Regions from separate parts of the Hordeum vulgare genome. Here region 2 is linked to region 1. The links are chromatin contacts, called in public Hi-C maps. All regions are on one chromosome and are shown on one strand. Each heading gives the region's core, a stretch centred on a gene start, on an enhancer-like site or on the middle of the called end of the contact. The rest is flanking DNA. Distances are from core to core; before and after follow the strand shown.

Region 1 (6,532 bases), core at 525-3,024:
GACATCCAGGAAATGTGTCATCCGTCCTTGTAAACATTGTGACGAATTAATAAAGCTTCGTGGAATTGTCTCAAAAAAAAGTTGGCGCGTGAAGCACCAATAGGAGCTCCCATAAAAATTGGGGCTCATACATGCCGCATTGTGCGTCTCGGAGTGCCGAGGACGCACAGTGTGGTCGTCCGACTAGGCCGGCCGAGTTCTTTTTTTCTTTTCTGTTTCTTTATTTCCTTTTCTTCTTATTTCCTTTTTAGCATTTTAGTTCGTTTTTTATTTCTTTTCCTTTTTCCTTTTTTATGAAAACAAAGAAATGTCGAATTTCCCATCATTTTTTAAAAACCTGAACATTTTCTTAAAATGGAAAATAAATTTGAAAGCGCGAACAAAATTTTAAAGCACGAATATTTTTTGAAATCTATGGAACAAATTTTAAAACCGATAACAATGTTGAATATTGTGAACAAATTTGGAAGCGGAAACAATTTTTGAAAGCATGAGCATTTTTTGACTCTTGAGAACAGTATTTCGAAATGGAGAACAATTTTGAAAACCCCGAACAAATTCGTATGCGTGAACAAATTTTTAAAGCACAAACATTTTTTGAAATTGAGAACAAATTTTGAAATCGAGAACAGTTTTGAAAAATCTTGGAATTTTTTTTGGATGCGCAAACAATGTTTTGAAGCACAAACATTTTTTGAATCGTGATTTTTTTTTTTTGAAACGGAGAATAATTTTGGAAAATCCTGAACAAATTTGGAAGCACGAACATTTTTTGAATCTTAAGAACAAAATTTTGAAAAACCCCGAACAAAATTGTAAGCACGAACAAAGTTTTAAAGCTCGAACATTTTTGAATCTTGAGAACAAATTTTGAAACTGAGAACTTTTTTCAAAAATCCTGAAAAATTTGGAAACGCGAATAATTTTTTAAAGCATGATCATTTTTGAATCTAGAGAACAAAATTTTAAAATGGAGAACAATTTTGAAAAAAATGAAGAAATTTGGAAGCGCGAAGAATTTTTTCAAGCACAAATATTTTTTTGAATCTTGAGAACTAAATTTTAAAATGGAGAACAATTTGGAAAATCCCTAAACAAATTTGAAAGAGTGAACAAAGCTTTAAAGCACAAATATTTTTTGAATCTTGAGAACAAATTTTGAAAACGAGAAGAATTTTGAAAAGTCTTGAACAAATTTGGAAGCGCAAGCAATTTTGAAAGCACGAACATTTTTTGAATCTTAAGAACAAAACTTTGAAATCAACAACAATTTAAAAAAAGACCAGAACAAATTTGAAACAAAGAACAATTTTTTAAAGCAGGAACATATTTTGAATCTTAAGAACAAATTTTGAAACCGAGAATTTTTTGAATCTTTAGAACAATTTAAGAAGATTTAAGAAAAAATTGTTGAAGATACAAAACATTTTTTGAAATCCAGAATATTTTTTGGAAAATACTAAACATTTTTTGTAAATCCAAAAACATTTTTTGAAACCAAAAAAAAGAAAAAAAATGAAACATAAAAGAATAAAGAAAAAATTAAGTGAGAAAACCGGTTTAGGAACCTTTTAGAATTTCCCAAAACCGGAAAAGATCGGCTCGAAAGCTTCCCAAAAGTGGGGCGCTGCAAAAATCACTCCCCTCCCCGCTCTCTATGTGAAGCCCTGACATGACACCGCTTCATAGAGAGCGAAGAATAGGATGTTTCCATAAATACCTCTAATTCGTGGATATTTTTCAGCTGATATGATATGGGCGGGCCTCTTTGATTCCATGCCGTGGATTGGCGAGAATTAGGGAACCATCGCGCCAAGAGTACTTCCAGGTGGGCCGCGCGAGGTGCACTGGAGGCCACAACCTCGTTTTTTAGTTGATCTTTCTTTTTTTCTTTCTGCTTTATTTTTTCTACTTCTATTGATAATTCTAAATATTCTAAGAAACATATCACCTAAAAGACTTTACGTAAAACATTTGAAAAATGTAATCAAGCATTTGAAAAATATTAAATGTATAGAGAAAATGTTTCTGGTGTACATGACAAATATAAAATGTGTGTGAAAAAGTTGATCATATATTTTTAAAAATGTTAATCAAACATTTGAGAGTATTAAACATGCATTTAAAAAGAGACGCTGCTATGCCTCCGTCGACCGATCTTTTTAAAAGATTGACTGTATGTATACCCTAGAGGCAATAATAATAGGTATTTTGTATCTTCAAGTTTGTAACGAATGTTTATGTTCCATGCTATAAGTGCAATGATTCCTGAGTGTACAATAACCACGAGGCTCGGAGGAAAATTCATGTGCATGTGTGGTATAATAAATGGTAAAATGTATTGCTAGTTATGCCTTTAAGACTAGCACAAGTATTTCATGATGATCTTGTTTTCCTCGTAATGGGCAAGACTATGCTGACAACTTTGAGGGCACAATGTTAGAAGAACATTTGTGTTGAATCAAACCGAATTGATGCTATGCTATGAGATATATTGGTCACAAGTAAATGCTTTATAACACATAAAAAGTTAACTTTGCAAAATTCCTTAGACCAAGAGAGTACCGAGTTCCTTTGTACTTACTTCGTGAACTTTGGGGTTTGTTAAACGTCATCTGTGACAAGGTGGCTATTACGACTGCTTATGGGTTCACACAAAAGTATGACATGTAACTTGGTAGCTCAAGATTGGGATTTTCTCCTCCGACGATGGAAGATATTCTTAGGGCCCTCTCGGTGTTACGGTATACATCGTCGTCTCGCCAGACACAATGTGATTTGATCACCAGGATGCCGAAATACGGAAACGAGAAAAATGAACAAAAATGGTAACGAGGTAACTGACATAGTGGACAAGTTGTTGATCCATGGGAATGCCGACAAGTGTCACCTGAGGTGTCTGTATCATATCACAAAGCAACATTTATAGCAGACACCAAACTACAGGTTCGGTCGAATATTCATTTGTGTGGGTACACGGATCAGTATGGGTGTCCATGGTTTTGCTATTGATTATTGATCGGGAAGTGTTCCAGGTCATGTCTATATACTTCACCGAACCTATAGGGTCACACACTTAAGGGTCATCTCTCTACTGAATACTAGACATGGAATATGAGAGAAATTCGTCGGACAAGCTTTGGAGAAAACGGAAAGGTTTCGGAGAGAACACCGAAAAAGTTTCGGTAAAACTAAAATGTTGTTTTGGACTAAACCATTAAGCCAAAAAGGTTTTTGGCATATGTGCGGAACTTTTCGGAAGTGCCATAATTGTTCTGGGGACTTTTGGAAATTATTCTACAGCAAAAAAATCAGAAATGTTCTGGAGGCGAAGAAAATTTCTTGGTCGCTTTTTGCAAGAGAAAATCATTGATTAGGCACACATCAAGATCTATTTTAGTGGGTACTTGACATGTTCTAGGCCTATAGAAAAACTTTTAGATTTTTCAGACGCAGAAAAATGTTTTGATGAATAGTGAAAAGCACTAATTGGTTGCTTTTGAGGAAAATATCTAAAGGGAATCTTCCCAAAATATCTAGGGATAGCACGGAAGGGTGGGAACCCCTTTTTTTTGGGGGGGGGGGGGGCACAAGGTGTTGGACGTTCGAGGGCGGTTCTCCAGCATGGAACTTCGCTTGCCATCTTTTATGACATTTATGCCCTTTATGTGTGGCATAAAGTGTGGGTGTTTTGGTAATTTTTTGTGCCAACCCTACCCCTTGGTTTTCCTATAAAGAGAGGCACATAGGAGCTCTCCACACTCACTCCAACTCTCATACAAATGCCATGCATGATCTGGATCTCTCTCCCTAGCACTGAAATAGTTTCGTCGAGGTGAAAGGGTGTGTGGGTTTCGACATGAACTAGTTCTGGACGACAAAGCTCTGCCATTATAGCTGACATCGTATATGTGCAACCCCGTAGAGAGATTGTAGTTTCGTTCTTAGTTCGAGAGTGCCTCCCGAAGGGCTGTCCGAGTGATCGTACGAGATTCTGTGGGTGCCGTCCGAAGGGCTATCCGTGACATCGTCTAAGTGACTGTCCAAGTGCCTCCCGAAGGGATGTCATAGGAGCCGACGATAGAGAACATCCTCGCGGTTGGGAGGTTGTAAATACTAGTTGCGGGATCTGCACTGCCGATCTTCATCGACTCTACTTTCGCTGCGCTATGAGTCGGTAATGGTCAGGTCGAAAACCCTGTATGCATCTCCATAGTGATCTTGGGCGTGCTCACAGTACCGGATGTTTTCTATCGTGTTCCCCTACAGTGGCATCATGAGCCATACTATGCGTAGATGTAGGCTATGATCTAGGATAGAAAGAAATGTATGGGTATTGCATAATATAATTTTGTAGTAGATGAGATCTATTGCTGAAAATTAGTTATGCGGGTAGCAGATGAAATCTGTTACCGGACGAGGACTAGGATTCCACCTCCTCCCCTTGGATGTGCCCTAGGGCTTGGATGGGTTGTTCATCACGCCCCTCCACCTATATATACAGGGGGCGCCCCAAGAGTACATACCATGCCCTTGGTGCCCCTGTTTTGTCCTGTTACTCTGTAGCTCCTCTGTTCCTCGTTCTAGTAGCGCTTAGCAAAGCCCTGGTGGACTAGATCCACCACGCATCCGTGCTATCGTAGAACCCATCAACTACTTCACCGTCACTCGCTGGATTGAGGAAGCAGAGATGTCATCGAGCTGCATATGTGTTGAATGTGGAGGGGTCGTCCGTTCGGTGCTAGATCAGATCAAATCGCAATTGGATCATGAAGAGTACGACTACATCAACCGCGTTATATGCTCTTGTGCTTAGCAATCTACAAGGGTGTGTAGACACACTCCCACTCTCATAGCTATGCATCTACATGGATATATCTTGCGTGTGCGTAGGAATTTTTTTGTTTCACATGCAATATTCCCCAGTAGTGGCATCATGAGTTGGGTCTATGCATAGATGTTATGCATGGGTAGAACACAAATTGTTTGTGGGTCTTGATGTTCAAATTGCTTACCTCCTTAGTCTTATTTTGATTCGGAGGTATTTTGGGATGAAGCAGCTCATACGAATCTTACTTGCCCTCGCACAACAGACCGGTCCCACCAATTGACATGGAACTTGTTTTGCATAAAGGTGGCTAGAGGGTGTGTGTCTCTCCCACTTTAGTTGAATCCAATTCAATGAAGGCGGTCCTTGTAGAAGGTTAAAAGGCAACCTGATTATCTCTGTTGTGGCTTTGTGTAGGTAGGAACGGTAGTTGCCCATAGCAGCAATGTAAAATTTGCAACAACAAAGTACAAGACGTCTAACTTGTTTTTGTACGGCATGTTGTGATGTGATATGGCCAAGACATGATATGATATATGTGATTTGTGGGAATCTCCTCGGGCGTTTGGTATTTTTGGTTTGTTCGGTCCAGTCTTTTCGGTCTTTCAAAAATTCGGTCTTCCATAACTGAAGAACAAAATAATTTCGGTCTTTTCGGTTCTTCACTATTCGGTCTTCGGTTTTTTACTATCCGATCTTTGGTCCCGACTGTTAGGGCATATTGATCCATATATGGTTTTGGTAATTGATGACAATCCCTATGGACTAAAGGTTGCATTGAGTTATATACGAAGGATTTATCCATAGGCATTTCTTGAAGTCCATATGTTGGTTTCAAGGAGTTTATATGATGACCAAGGTGGTATTCAAGGTATTATCCAAATAATGGTCATAAAGACACAAGGTTGATCAAGAAGCATACAAGATGTACCGAGAGGGATCAAGCGATCCCATTGTATGGTAAGCATTGTCCATAACTCTTTTGTGTACTAACCCATGGTCTTCGTGAGAGTTCTCTGTGGGGTTAGGTGTGTTTCCATGGGTGTGTGTCATAAAGGAAGATCTCATTCAACCCATGAACGATGACATCAATTGGTGATCGTCATCAAGATTGTGGCGTGCAAGTTCAAGTGGAGCATCACAAAGATATCATGCTTGAAGCTTGTCGTCCATTGTGGTGGCAATGGACTTGTGAAGATGTGCTTAAGAGTGGCTCACCCATATTGAGTATGGGGGAGCAATCAACTTGTCTTCATCAAGCCAACGCAATCAATAAAGGTGGTCCATCTTGAGAAGTCAAGATCGTCATCATCTAACTCAAGTGGACTATGTGCAAGGTATAGGTTTGCCCTTGATAGGTTTCTTTATTTTAGGATAGATTTCCGTACTGTCAAGGGGGTCTCTCAAGTGAGTAGCTTGATCGTATCATTTGTTGAGAGCTCAAACCATTTGCATTCTTGCATCATATTTCTTGGTTCTTTTTTTTGTGTTTCTCTTTGTGAGTTTTAGAGATTAGGTTCATCTTCATGATAAGCTCGAGTTCATAAAAAACGGAGTCCATATGCATCTTCTATGAGGTTTTTGATGTTGGGAGTTTTTGCCGGTTATTCATTCATAGAGGTTTCACATCTCTATACCATTGGCATTTTTATACCGCCTCTTCTTAATATTTCTTGTCGTCCTGAATCCTACAAGCTTGAGTTT
Region 2 (5,795 bases), core at 28-2,527, 190 kb after region 1:
TGTGATTATTGATGACTTTGCTTCTCGAAGTGTTAGAAGAAACACCAAGATCATATCTTCATAGTATAAACATGAAGTGCTAAGCTTGCTTTGTTGTGCCTTATGCAGGAAGCCTTAGAGAAAAAATTTCCGGGTGAAGACATGAAGTGAAGAACATGCAGATTGGGGAGGCTAGAAACCAATGTAAGTTTCGTAGATCTGAACATCAATGTAAACATGAAGTGCTAAGTTTGCTACCAGTTTTGACATGGGTTTTTGTTTTGCAGATCAATTGATGAAATGATGGTCTCTTTGTGCCACTTAGAAGAGTGGTCTTTTGTACAACTATATTGTTTCCGTACTACTATGTTGTACTTCTCTAGATTATTACAAATAAATAACATGTGGCGTGCGTTTCATTGTCCCTGTTCAAAGACCATTGATCTATACTATGTACTGATTACTGAATTGCTGTTGAAATATGATAAATTTCAAATTTTTATCTATCTACAAGGACCCCATTTTGTTATCTCGCCCCAGGGCCTCTGAAATGTATGAACCGGCCCTGCATGGCCATGTATGCTAGCATGCTACCTTCGTGGCCGTGGCCGATGGACACGGGTTGGATCTACTCGTGGGTGTCTTTATGATAGCTAACATCTCCGATCATGTAGCATAATGGAAGATGCTTGATGATTCGGGAAGGAAAGAAGGTATACACAAAGAATATGAATTGCTTCTCCAAGATGGCACATGCACGAGTAAAAATCCACAGGTTGATACTAAGCGTTTTCCTTTCAAATGTTAAATGCATATACAAAAGAATGTTAGTCATGTTTAACAAATGTTAATCATGTTTAACAAATTTAATCTTGCAATTAAAATGCTAATCAACCATTATCTAAATGTTAAAAAGTGCCTAGAAAAATGTCGACCATGTATCAAACAATGTTCTGGAATTTGAAAAATGTTTTGAAATTTGAAAAATGTTCCGGAATTAAAAAAATGATTTGAAATTTGATTTTCTTTCGGAATTTGAAAAAATGTTCCACAATTTGCTAAAATGTGCTGGAATTTTTATTTAAATATTTCGGATTTTTCAAGAAAAATGTTCTAAAATTTGAAAAAATATTCCGAAATTTGAAAAAAATGTTCCAAAATTCGAGAAAAAACCGAAATTGCAAAAAGTAGAAAAACTACTACTAGATTTTTTTCAAACAAAAAAAATTGGACCCGCTGACTTGCGGGCGAGCCGAAGATGGGCTGGTCTAGTTGGGGGCGCTACCCCTATGCGTCTGACTGACTACTTGCGGCAATGCGCGACGCATAGGAGCTCCTGATACAGTCGCCATGTTGTTTGTCGGAAATTCTTATTTGCCATTTGTTGCGGAAAGTTGTCGGGTGACGCCTGGATGGGCCTGTCCGTTAAAACCTTTGAACGTTTGTTCGATTTCGGTTTTAGTAAACTACTAGATGGTTCCCCGCCGGTTTTCTGGTTTTGTGAACCTTCTAGGAGATTCCTGAACCGTTTTTTCTTTTCTTTTCCTTCTTCTATTTCTTTTTCCTATTTTTCTTTTCTTCATTTTCTATTTTTCTTTTTCTTTCTATCTTATTTTTAACCTTTTTCAAGTGTTTTCTTTATTTTTTCCAAGTTTCAAAAATGTTCTGCGTTTCTCAAAAAAAACTTTTAGAAAAATGTTCTTGTTTTCAAATTTTGTTCCCAAATTTCAATAATGTTCGTAAATTGAAAAACATGTTTAGAATTTCAAAATACCTATCTGATAGAAGGTTTTGTTCACAAATTTGAAAAAGGTTGAGATCTTAAAAAATGTTTGAAATACGTAATTTTCAATCTTTATCCAAAATAAAGTTCTACTCTTTTTAAAATGGTAATGTATTCAAAAATTGTCAATAAATTCAAATAATGTTTGTGTTTTTAAGAAATTCTTTGTGCATTTCAATATTTTTTCTTATTTTCCAAAATTTGTTCAGAAGTTTTTCGTTCAATATTTTCAGAACTTTTCAAAAATTGAGCGGGATTTCAAATCTTAATTTTCTCAGAAAATTTAAAAATGTTGTTGTTTTGAAATTTTTTGTGCATGTATTCAAAAGTTGTTTCTCTTTTATAATTATTTAATCAATTCAAAAAATATTCGAAAGTTTTGAAAAAAGTTTGGGTTTCGATTTGTGTTCAATATATAGAAGATGTTCGCATTTCCCAAAAAATTAGGATTTTCCAATTGTTCTTATTCTAAAATTTTGTTCCGATTCTAACATTTTGTCCCCATTTTTATATTTTTCACAAATTCAAAAATGTTCACATTTTCAAACTTGTTTTGGAATTTTGGAAAAAGTTCACGTGTAAAACAATTTTCTGAAAAATTGATTTTTTTTGTTTTAAATAGATTCTTTATAATTTCAAATGATGTCCATTTTTTTAGTGTTGTTTACAAATTGGAAAAATGTTCACATTTACAAAAAAATGGAAAGTTCAAAATTTATTCATAGTTTGAAAAGATAATGTGAAATTTTAAAATTTATTCACATTTGTTTCAAAATATTCCTAACTAAATTAAACTGTTTGGAATTTGAAGCATGATTTGCATTTTTTAAGTAATGTTCAGTTTAAACCGCAAAATTTAGGACTTTATAGTTTGCTCTGCTCATTAGCTGGACTCATGCACAAGCACGAAGTCTCTAGTTAGAATCCCAGCATGCGCGACACAATGTTATTTTTCTTTTTTTGCGAGGCAGCTTGGTTCGTTCAACTCGAAAATGGGCCAGTCCATACGGACGCGTCCTATGCAAAGGGGGTCTGCTTGCTACATAATACGGTGAATAGGAGCTCCCCTTGTTTGTCAGCCAACAGTGAGGGGGACCTCCTACGTGGGAGCTCCTACCTGTCGCTCTCTGCGGCACGTTCTCGCTCACACGCATAGGGGCGATGCACTGCTAGGAAGGCCGAACAACCCGTTGTAATGTTTTTTTTTCGCCAGACAGCTCGGTTCATTCAACTCAAAAGGGTCGGCTCATACGGACGCACCCTCGCAAAGAGGAGTCTGTTTTCCACATAATGCGATGATAGGAGCTCCCCTTGTTTGTTAGCCAACAGTGAGGGGACCTCCTATGTGGGAGCTCCTACCCGCCGCATTGTGGGATAGGTTCTCGCTCGCACGCATAGGGGCGATGCACTGCTGGGCCGGTCCACCAACCCGCTAGTTGTTTTGACCCTCCGGAGTCCAACTCGCGAGCTCATAATCCAACCACCAGCCACGGCCACTCCATCACACAACACCTATTGAACATTTTAGTTCAAAACATTGTAAGAACACACAGTACCATGGAGATTCGGATAACATTTCTTAAAAATTGCAAGCAATGTTGAATTCGAGAACAAAATTGAAAAGGTGAATTTTTTTGCATTTGTGCACATTTTTTATGAAAACTTGAACAATTTATGGAAGTTTGATTAGAATTTTTTGAAAAAACAAGAACATTTTTTGAAAAACAAGAATATTTTTTCAAAATCCAGCACATGTTTTCAAATTCAAGAAAAAAATTATAAAACCGTAAACATTTTTCGAATTGTGAACAAAATTTGAAACATAATTTTTTTCGATTTGTGAAAAAAATTTGAAACATGAACTGCGAATTCATGAACAAAATTACAAAATTGTGAACTTTTTCAGATTTGCAAACAAATTTTGAAATCGCAAACATTTTTTGAATTGTGAACAAATTTTGAAACATGAATAAATTTTAAATTCGTGAACAAAATTTAAATTTCTGAACATTTTCTAAATTTGTGAAGCACTAACACAACTCAAATTCATGAACAAAATTATAAAATTATGAACACTTTTCAAATTGTGAACAAATTTTGAAACCACGAACATTTTTCAAATTGTCAACAAATTTTGAAACAAGAACAAATTTCAAAGTTCTGAAACAAATCATAAAATTGTCAACATTTTTTGAATTTTGAACAATTTTGGAAACAGTGAACATTTTTAAATTGTTCGTAAATTTTAAAACTGCGAACATTTTTTGAATTGTGCAAAAATATTAAATTAATAAAAACAAAATTATAAACAAACAAAAAACAAAAAAGGAAAATAGGAGAGAAAATAAAAAAAGGAAATTGAAAAAACAAAACAAATTTAGAAGCGTGGACAATTTTGTAAAGCCCGAACATTTTTTGAATCTTGAGATTTTCCTTTTGAAACGGAGATTAATTTTGAAAACACCGAACAACTTTGGAAGCACGAATTTTTTTTTGAAGCATGAATATTATTTGAATCTAGAGAATTGTTTGAAAATGAGAACAATTTTGAAAATCTTTAACAAGTTAATATATGCAAACAAATTTGGGAAAAAAAACATTTTATGAAAGAGAAGATTTGTTTTTCGATTTTTGAAAAAATGATGTTTATTGTTTTATATTTTGAAAATTTATTGAAATGCTGAACATTTTTTTAAATACCGAACGTTTTCTTAACATACCAACCATTATTTGAAAAAACAAAAACCCGAAGATATGTTCAAAATCCCGAACATTTGTTGAAGTTATGAAAGTTTTTTTTAAAAGGGCAACTATTTGAAATTTAGAACATTTTTGGAAAAGTTAAAAGCATTTTCTGTGTTTGAAGAGAAAAAAATTGAAAATTACGGAAGTTTTTGAACATAAATTTAGTTTAAATATTAAAGAAAATTTTGATATTTTGAACATTTTTAAAAAAATACCGTACATAATTCGATGATATCAAGCATTTCCTTGAAATACTGACCTTTTTTGAAAACGTGGAACATTTCTTGAAGTTATGAATGTTTTTAAAAACGGCAACTATTTGAAATTTAGAACATTTTTTCAAAAGCAAAAACGTTTTTTAATTTGAAGAACAATTTTCTAACATGAACTTATTTTAGAAAAATAAAATAACGTCGAAAAAAAAAGAAAAAAATCATCAAAACGAAAATAAATAAAAATTGGTATAGGAACCTCCTGAAAGATTCTCAAAATTGGAATCAAAGCAAACATTAACAGCCGGTCCATATTGCATCGCTCGATCATACTACCTGTGTGAAAGCTCGACAACTTGACGCACAGAGCATCATATAGGATCTCCTTGGGCAAGATTATGTGTCGGTTATATCAAGCCGTCACCATAATGAGCTCCAGCCATTTCGTCGTTTCACCTGTTTTTTTCCTTTGTTTTTTTCTTCTTTATTTCTGATGTTCATGCGTTTAAATAATATATACGTGCATTGTAAAAAAATATAACTCAATTTTAAAATTGAGATCATGTATTTCAAAAGTGGTAGACGTATATTAAAAATGTCTTTGATTTATTTAAAAACGGGTATGCAAATAAGACATCAAAACCATATATTCAAAAAAAAACTTTAGACATATATTTAAACAATATTGACACATACAAAATATGTTCCTTACGTATATGAAAAGTGTACCGTACGTATATAATTAACATTCACGAGTTTCACTAAAATTGTATTTGACATTGCAAAAAGTATCATAAAAGTATTATAAAATGATAAACATGAATACATAAATGTTCCACATTCACAAAAAATATTTAACAGGTGTGTTTACAAAAAGTAGACTCCAAAACATATATTTGTAAAAATGCTAATAATATATAAAAATTGATTATGTATATAAAAGATAAAAGTTTACATGATAGTTTATACTAAATATGTATGGAAAATGATCGTAATGTATGCAGGAAAATTTAAAGGTTTATGATAAATGTAGCATGTGTTGAATAACATAAGAAAGGAAGTACAAAAATACATAA

The links. Hi-C and Micro-C count contacts between places; a contact is called where the count stands out from the background.
Region 2: a contact with region 1 is called in a Hi-C map of seedling, with 2.5 times the contacts expected there. The contact joins two enhancer-like sites. A contact is called at or near these places in 2 of 6 Hi-C or Micro-C datasets (leaf and seedling).

What each region holds. Positions count from the first base shown.
Region 1 is chr1H:373,187,992-373,194,523 of MorexV3_pseudomolecules_assembly, forward strand. No RefSeq gene overlaps it. Among protein-coding and RNA genes, the nearest start is that of LOC123438304, 140 kb to the left of the region's middle. Within about 2 kb of position 1,775, at least 2 of the 3 cell types and tissues checked have open chromatin away from gene starts, as enhancers often do. A contact at or near this core is called in leaf and seedling, where this site is marked.
Region 2 is chr1H:373,383,459-373,389,253 of MorexV3_pseudomolecules_assembly, forward strand. No RefSeq gene overlaps it. Among protein-coding and RNA genes, the nearest start is that of LOC123438304, 330 kb to the left of the region's middle. Within about 2 kb of position 1,278, at least 3 of the 3 cell types and tissues checked have open chromatin away from gene starts, as enhancers often do. A contact at or near this core is called in leaf and seedling, where this site is marked.